Regions from separate parts of the Macaca mulatta genome. Here region 1 is linked to region 2. A link is a contact called in public Hi-C data. All regions are on one chromosome and are shown on one strand. The core of a region is the stretch at or near the end of the contact, and the rest is flanking DNA. Distances in the headings are between cores, read along the strand shown. Region 1 holds the start of DIS3 (DIS3 homolog, exosome endoribonuclease and 3'-5' exoribonuclease). Region 2 holds the start of BORA (BORA aurora kinase A activator).

Region 1 (4,572 bases), core at 1,698-4,197, 59 kb before region 2:
ACTGTCTCAAAAAAAAAAAAAAAAAGAGAAAATATACCTCATATGTGCTAGATTTTTAAAACTGAGTCTACAAAAGTAATTAATCCATATCTACCTTTAAATCACTCCATATTTCAATATTCAAATTATTATCATTTTGAGCTAGGGTCTTGCTCTGTCACTCAGGCTGGAGTGCAGTGACACGACCTCAGCTCACTGTAATCTCTGCCCCTGGATTCAAGTGATTCTCCTGCCTCAGCCTCGGGAGTAGCGGGACCCATAGGTGGAGCACCACCACGCAGGGCTATTTTATTTTATTTTATTTTATTTTATTTTTTTAGTAGCAAGGTGGTCTACCATGTTGCCCAGGGTGGTCTCGAACTCCTGAGCTTGACAGCAATCCACTGGCCTCAGCATCCAAAGTGCTGGGATTACCGGTGTTGGCCACTGCACCTGGCCTCCAATTATTATTATTATTATTAGTTTTTGAGATAGTCTTGCTCTGTTGCCCAGGCTGAAGTGCAGCGGCGCGATCGTGGCTCACTGCAAACTCCACCTCCTGGGCTCAAGCGATTCTCCTGCCTCAGCCTCCCGCCTCAAGACTCCTGAGCAGCTGGGATTACAGGCACCTGCCATCACGGCTGGCTTTTTTTTTTTTTTCAGTAGAGCTGGGGTTTCACAATGTTGGCCAGGTTGGTCTCAAACTGCTGACCTCAGGTGATCCAACTGACAGATAAAACTGTATTTGTCAGGTACAACATAATGTTTTGAAATATATGTACATTGTGAAATGGTTAACTCTAGCTAATTAACAAATGTTCTACCTCACATAGTTATTTTAGTAATGAGAACACTTAACATCTGATGTGTTAAGATTACAATGTCATTAACTATAGTCACCACGCTGCACAATAGATCTCTTGAATGTATTCCTCCTATTCAACTGTAATAATGTATCCTTTGACCAACATCTCCCCAATCCTCCTTTACCCCAACCACATCAGCCCTTGGTAACCACCATTCTATTCTCTACTTCTATGAACACCAAAATTATTTAAAGGCTATACTTGTCAAGAAATATAAATGTATCATTTCAAGTTCAGATAATGTGTGTATGTATTTAATTCTTATTTACCTGCCATTTGAAGACAATAAAGCATACAGAAAACAAAATTTAAACCTGATCTTACCTTTGTAAGATAATCCACTTTCAAATTGTCGATCATCATAGTTTTCTGGGATAGCTCAATTTTTAGTAACTGAATATTATGAAGTAGTTCTTTTCGTTCAATTAGCTGCCTGGTGATTTTGACTTTACCCTCTCGCTCTTCTGATGAGGAAATATCGTCCGTAGGAACTGTTGTTTCTAAACTAATATCTTCAGATTCTAGAGAACTAGAGATGTTCACTTTTTTTGACTCCTTTGAAATTTTTCGAGACATTTTTATTATTATGGATCAGTTTTCTTCTCTAATTCGATTTTAGTATTCTGTAGGTTAAAAAACAACATTAATTTAAAAATTAACTGCAGAAATCATGGACGGTATTGAAGAGAGACTAAGGGTTCCTTAAATAAATATTAGGCAATTTAGTGCACCCCTAATCTAGAACAGATTATTGCAGCAAGTTAGTGCTCAAATCAAACACATTAATTCCTACTACGAACTCAGTCTTCGAGGAACTTTAAAGAAACAAAACAAACAAACAAAAAACAACAGTTCCTGGGGGGAGGAATCTTATTTGGACGAAACAAAGAAATGTACAAGATGAAGAAAAAAGCCCATTATAATCAAGAATGGCACTACTAAGAGCAACACATGCTCAAAGATAACAGAAATCACGACTGAGTTGGTCAGGGAAAGGTTACACGGAGGTAGCACTTAGACTCTTGAAAGACTTGGACAGGCATAGTAAAGAGGAGAAATCATGCAGTTATTAACGATACGTGAGTGGAAGTAAAAAAATAAAGCCAAGTCTTGGAATAGTTACTCCTTCCATTGCCCCCCACCCCCAAAACAAACACACACACACACACACACACACACACACACACACCCTCAACGATCAAGACTGGAGGGCCTCATAATGTCAAAATATGGTTGGATTTTATTCTATAGGCAATGAGTCATCACTGAAAGTTTTTTAAATAGGGAAAACAGGGAGACAAAAACATTTTTTATAGATAGCAGAATGAAAACAACAGGGTATAACAAAAGTTAAAGAAATTCTAAATATAACTTCTTACTCTTTCATAAGAATGTTAGCAACTACCTTGTTTTAATACCTCATGATATAACAAATTATGCTATTAAATATTTCAGTTTTTCTAAACTGAATGATAAGGAAAGGTGTATGGAGTGGAAACAGCGAGAACTATACTAAGATCGGCCTCCCTCCTTTTTGAAGGGAAATGGGTAAGAAAAAGTGAATTCAAAGGCAAATCGTCTCCTCGATTACAAAGGACCCGAAACGGGGACTGCCTACACACTCAGCGCGAAAATTAAGCCCCAAACTTGGCAGGTCGGGGGATTCCTTGCCCCACGCGGCAAAGGGATGATAGTCGCTAGTTACCTCGAAAGAGTCAATTACTCCACACTGAACGCTTGACCAGCGGCCAGTGCAGATACTTCGAGGGACCAAAGGCGTCTCCAGTCGGAAGCTCAAGGTTGCAGGCCCTCAACAAGGGATTTCAGGACAGGGGACCGTTAGGACCAGTAACCAAGACAACCATCTCCGCACCCGTAAGGACGATAGAAGCAGCACTCCCACAAGCCGCCGGAAGTCAGCTCTCCCGGATGTTCCGAGGCGCGGAAAGCAATACACGATGGGAGGTGGAGTCCAGAAGCGAGCCCCGCCTAGGCTACGGGCGGAAATGGCTCCTCGCCTTGCTTTGTCGCCCCTCCTCACTTTCGCCCAATCGCGGCCGTCAGAGAGCCAATCAACTTTTGTCTCGACATTTCCCGCGAGAAGTGTTACTAATATCCAGGAACGGAAAAGAGAGGACTTCTGGATGAGGCATAGTTGTGTCCTAGCTTGAAGCCTTTTGCTGGAAGAGCACTGCTGGGGTTAGGATTCTGCGCGGCGAGGCAAGATGCTCAAGTCCAAGACGTTCTTAAAAAAGACCCGGGCGGGCGGCGTGATGAAGATCGTGCGCGAGCACTACCTGCGAGACGACATCGGCTGCGGTGCGTCCGGGTGCGCAGCGTGTGGCGGGGCGCACGAGGGGCCGGCCCTGGAGCCGCAGCCCCAGGACCCGGCGAGCAGCCTCTGCCCGCAGCCGCACTACTTGCTGCCTGACACTAATGTGTTACTGCACCAGGTGCGTGGGCGGGCGAACCGCGGACAGCGAGGCCCCACCGGGACAAGGGGATATGACACGTAGGGAAACTGAGGCTCAGGGAGGAGGGTCTTTGGCAGTGTCTCAGATCTAGGGGAAGGGAAACCCCCTGGGGACCCAAGCTGCCTGTTCCGCAGGCCGAGGTTCTTTTCCTTGTGCTTTAAAAAATGTAGTTCTTGGAGTCGTATTTTAGACACGTTATTTTTCTAACTCCTGGTGTCTCTTCTGCCTTAGATTGTAAGTGCCTGGAGGCTGGGGACCTGGGCTTCTGTGGCCTCCAGCCTGCGACTCCCAGGCAGCTTGTAAGTGCCTACGAACAAAAACTATGTGAGCCAACGTATTTCTTTATTAATACCCTTAATTCTACGAAGTCTTGGATTGGTCTGTTTAAGTGTGCTTTTTAAATAGATCTGAAGGATTTAGTGACTATTGTTTTCTATAGCCAAATAGCTTCTTGGCTTAACTTATTCAGTGTATTTAAAACATAAAGTATTTATGCCCAACATAAAACGGGATTTTGTGTTTGACAGAAACTACTTACAAATGAATATAGGAAAAATTAACTTACTTTCTTTTTTTTAAGATTGATGTTCTTGAGGACCCTGCCATCAGGAATGTAATTGTGCTACAAACAGTTCTTCAAGAAGTGAGAAATCGCAGTGCCCCCGTGTATAAACGTATCCGAGATGTGACTAATAACCAAGAGAAGCATTTCTATACTTTCACTAATGAGCACCATAGGTAGGAGGAATATTGCTAAGTTAAATATCAGGAAACCACAGAATTAGCTAAATTGGAAAGAGGGTTCCTGTGAGTAATTTGTGACATTGTCAGTAGATAAGTGATAGATTTCATACCCTATTTGATTCTTACATCGCTGTGCAGAAGATAATGCTAAGTGAATCTCTAAGGTCACACAGGCATTGATGGGCTCAAGCCTAAAACCAAGGCCTGCTGACTCCTAGACTACAGTAGGTAATTTTATTTCCAAAATGTTTTCATTTTGAATTGGTTTTAGCTTGAGTTAGACCGTAGAATCTTGGAAGATGAGATTTGCCTAAGTTCCTGGAATGCCATATAATGTGAAGAACAGGGCAATAAAATGTATGAGTTTGTGAAGTTTCTATTTTGTTTAGAAATAGAAAGTATATTTATTCTTAATGGTCTTTTAAAAAGTTTAATACTTTGCAGCAGATTACATTGAGCAAGATTAGGTTAAGGAATATAATTCTTTTTTTTTTTTTTTTTTTGAGACA
Region 2 (4,144 bases), core at 736-3,235:
TTATATGAAATTCAAATGTGTCCATAAATAAAGCTGTATTGGAACAGAGTAACATTTATCTCTTTACACATTGCCTATGGCTGCTTTTGTGATTCAAGACAGAAGTGAGTAGTTGTGACAGAGATCAAATGATCAGTAAAGCTTAAATATTTACTGTCTGGCCCCTAACAGAAAGTTTGTGACTCCTACATTGGAGTATAACCTCCTTAAGGATTTGTGCCTAATGATCCTAACTTGTTCACAGCGTAATCCCTGCTTAGCATTGTATCTGACACATAGCAACACTCAAATAATGTTTGCCAGGTAAGTGAGAACAGAATATTAGATGATGCAGCTTCTTCTCTAACGTATTAGCAGCTATATCATCAACCACAGAATGTAGCTACACCCACAACTGCAGGAAGCTAACATATGTTGTTCTTGAACTTAAAAAAAAAAAAAACTTCTAGCTAACTTATTAACCTAACCACTAGATTATAATGAACACTACAATTTTTAAAAGTACATTGCAGTTATATATGCTCCATCATGTATTTCCTCCTTACCTTGTAAAGACAGATGTTTACATTTAAAATTATTTGTAATTATTTACATTTAAAATTAGTTGTAAACACTAGTCAGGAATAACTTACTGGTAATTTTGTTGATTTAAAAACAGAAGGACTGGCGAGAGTTTGTTCATGGAGATTAGAATAATCACTAGGACTTTCAAAAGGATTTAAAACAGGGATCCTTCCTGGAGTTTCTGGTGTTATTTGCATTTTAGATTCCTTGACATCTCCCATAGCACAGAGAGAAAACTAAAGAGAAATCAAGAGTACATATGTTAAAATTACAAAGTCCCATAGATATTAATTTTACCTATTAAAATGTATTCGACAAATGTGTCACAAAAACAACTCAAAACCTAACACTCTTGGGGCTATGATACAGCTTATGAAAAAAGTATCACATATAAATGTTCTCAACTGATCCTCGAAATAACCTTGAAAGCTATAGCAGTAAGTTATTAGTGATATTATTCTGTGAAAGAATTAACAAGCTCAGAGAAGTGAAGTGGCTTATACGCAGCAATCAAATATGAATTCAGATCTAAAGGTTACAACAGGCACAAATCTCTTCTCAACTAAAGGACTTATAGCTACAATTTTTTTAAAATTCATCATCTCACGTCTCAACACTATGAACATTCTTCGGATACCCCATCCAACTACAGTTGCTATTAAACAATTCTTTGTAGCAAGCAGGTAAGAGATGCAGAAGCTTGTGCCTTTCTTACACATGAGTCCTAGCCAGAGAAGTATGATTGACAGGGGCTAGGAAATTAACTGCCTTGAATCCCCTTTCCTCCAAAAATCCTCCTTTCGCCAAGACCTCCCCCTCACCCCTCCCAGGATAGAAAGCGACTCTGCATTATTTCCAATCAAAGGAGGCTACAACTTGGCGGGGTGGGGTGGAGAAGAGTCTACTTCTGTAAGGTTGAGATGCAGCCGGCTTCCTCGGACGGAGCGCCGAGGAGGCGTCGCCCCCCACCCTACGTGGCCACTCTTTCTGGTGCCCCTGTCTTCCACACCTACTCCCTGACTGCTCCCATTCACCAGGGGCCAGCGGGCAGGCAAGTCAGGAGCTGGGAAAAGAAACCTCTCCATTCGGACAGGAGGAAAGGTCAGGGACCATAAAAAACCTACCTACCGGTGCGTAGAAAACGAAGCCCCCAATACCGACTACAGGGAGCTCCCGGGGGCCAAGCCAGCTTCCACGTCAGGCACAGACTCTTTAACTCCCCGCTTCCGCGCTGTCTTGGGCCAACCAGGGCACGGGGCTTGTGAGCGACTGGCCAATCGCGTCGTCCCGCCATCCGCGAACCAACCAATTGCACGGAGGCCGCGTAGAAAATTCGAATAGCAACTCCTGGCTCCACGTTCCGCGCAGAGGAACGAGGCTCCAAATTCAAATCAACGCAGCCTCACGCCGGCGGCGAGCGCGAGGGGCGGAGCCTGCCCGGCGTGAGCGGAGACGCGCCGTGTGATTGCCCGGGAGAGAGGAAGGCGCTCCAGTTCCGGGTCAGGCCCTTCTCCCGCCTCCCTCGGCCTTAGCCATGGCGAGTAGCAGCGGCGCTGGGGGGGCGGCGGCGGCCGCGGCGGCGAATCTGAATGCGGTGCGGGAGACCATGGACGGTGAGTGTCAGTTGCGCTCCTTTTACGTTGCCTGCCTTCCCAGAGCCAAGGCCCCCAGGCGGAGCTGAGCCTGGGGAGGACTTCAGGTCCCCTTCGTGCCCCAAACGGCATCTTCGAAGATCTTTGGAAGGGACCTGCCAGGGCCGCAGGACTGATGGCCCTATCCCTTGAGAGTTGTCTCCGCCGCTGCGTAGTTTGTCGCGCGCGCCAGACGTTGCGGCCCCCTAGTCAGCCGGTTGCGCACCGCGTCCTTCTCGCGCGAATGCCGCGCCCCTTCTATCCCGCGTCCCAGGTCCGCCCTACCCGCCCGATCTCCTGCGGTGACAGCGCCACGCCCACCCCACCCAGTACACCCGTTCCCTCCTGCGCGCCGCGTCCCACCGGATTCCCGCGCAGGGCGCTTCGGGGGTCCCCAAGGTTGGGATCCCCAAGGTTGGGATCCTGGCGGGGACAGGGGCCAGGTGTTTGGTCACCGCTATGCCTCGTGTTCTTCGCACTTAAGTAGGCGGCCTTTAATATCCTGCGAATGATTAAGTTCCCCCCTTCGTCAGAATTATCCTAGTTTCCTCTTGAAGCGGGTGACGCCAGTGCCCAAGTGCTATGGGTGTCGCCTGTTTTCGGCCCTGGAGCCTACACAAGCTCTGGAGCCTACACAAGCGTTGCAGAACACGAAATTAGTGTCTTGCCGATTACCTTCTCTCTACTCTCTAATGCCACTTTATAACCCTGTGGTGAGCTTGGACTAGATACTTAAACATTGAGCCTGTTTGTTTAAAATAAAATCCTGCCTCCAAGAGTTGTGAATATTTAAATAAGACAACCATGTAAAAATATATCAAAGATGATCAATTATTTTTATATTATTTCCGATGTCATCTCTCTTGTAGTCTCCTTTGTCTCCTTTTTACTCACATCCACCTGTATTATGAGTGTTTGATCGATGTTAAATGTCATTTGCAGTGGGCCTAGACGTTTTCCAGAGGCTACTTAAGTCAGCTTCCCTCTCTGTTAAAAGATAACCCTATGAAATTCTAACTCCTGTATCTCTTTCTCCTTCACTGTAGGCTTTTTTTTTTTTTTTTTTTTTTGAGATGGAGTCATGCTGTGGTTGCCCAGGCTGGAGTGCAGTGGCGCAACCTCAGCTCACTGCAACCTCCGCCTCCTGTGTTCAGGCAACTCTTCCCACCCTCAGCCTCCAGAGTAGCTGGTATTACAGGTGCCCGCTACCACACCTGGCTAATTTTTTTTTTATTTTTAGTAGAGACGGAGTTTCGCCATGTTGGCCAGGTTGGTCTCGAACTCTTGACTTCAGGTGATCCACCCACCTGGGCTCCCAAAGTGCTAGGATTACAGGTGTGAGCCACCACACCCGGCCTCATTTTCTTACATAGCCCCTGCAGAAGGGCTGCTGGCTTTTTCTGCACTGGCTGCTCGTTCCTTTTTCAAAGAATTAACATTTTTAGAGACTTTGCATCTAATTTTTCACTTGTTCAGTATCTACCTTGCTGTTTTTCTGAGAATGTTAATATTCAGCCTATTTTTCTATCCTTTTCGATGTATCAACACTTACTAGTTTTATTTTGTAAGTGAATTTATGCATGTGTATGTGTGTGTGTGTGTGTGTGTGTGTGTCTGTGTGTATAAAAATTTACTATCTTGTATGTTTCCTTGGAAAAAGGTAGAGTAAAAGACCTCACTTCTAGCCTGTTTTCTTATGTTAGCTGTACTTAGGTTCCTTATGTATATGGTCGTAGGATCCTATTTGAATAGAAAACTCACATTTTCTCTCTGGTGGAACCACTGATGTACAATTGAGAACTGATGATTTGTGTTGGCTACATCATCAAGATCTTTTCTGAGAAAACCTGGTGTAAAATGAAGATTATAGAGAGAATAAGAGCATGAAAAAGTGAAGTAAAACAAAAAATGAAGGAGAGGGGATGTGGTGTTTCACAGTATTTAAATCA

What was found. Hi-C and Micro-C count contacts between places; a contact is called where the count stands out from the background.
Region 1: a contact with region 2 is called in a Hi-C map of CD4 T cells, with 3 times the contacts expected there. The contact joins the promoter of DIS3 here to the promoter of BORA in region 2. A contact is called at or near these places in 2 of 14 Hi-C or Micro-C datasets (CD4 T cells and fetal cortex germinal zone).

Annotation. Positions count from the first base shown.
Region 1 is chr17:67,541,058-67,545,629 of T2T-MMU8v2.0, reverse strand. It overlaps DIS3 (DIS3 homolog, exosome endoribonuclease and 3'-5' exoribonuclease), which reads left to right and starts at 2,947. Exons shown (of 20, transcript XM_077974338.1): 1 at 2,947-3,298; 2 at 3,900-4,057. The coding sequence starts at 3,071. It overlaps PIBF1 (progesterone immunomodulatory binding factor 1), which reads right to left and starts at 2,769. Exons shown (of 16, transcript XM_077974345.1): 1 at 2,551-2,769; 2 at 1,170-1,468. The coding sequence starts at 1,421.
Region 2 is chr17:67,481,395-67,485,538 of T2T-MMU8v2.0, reverse strand. It overlaps BORA (BORA aurora kinase A activator), which reads right to left and starts at 1,985. Exons shown (of 11, transcript XM_028837564.2): 1 at 1,693-1,985; 2 at 633-800. The coding sequence starts at 682. MZT1 (mitotic spindle organizing protein 1) reads left to right here and starts at 2,056. Exons shown (of 3, transcript XM_015121179.3): 1 at 2,056-2,177. The coding sequence starts at 2,099.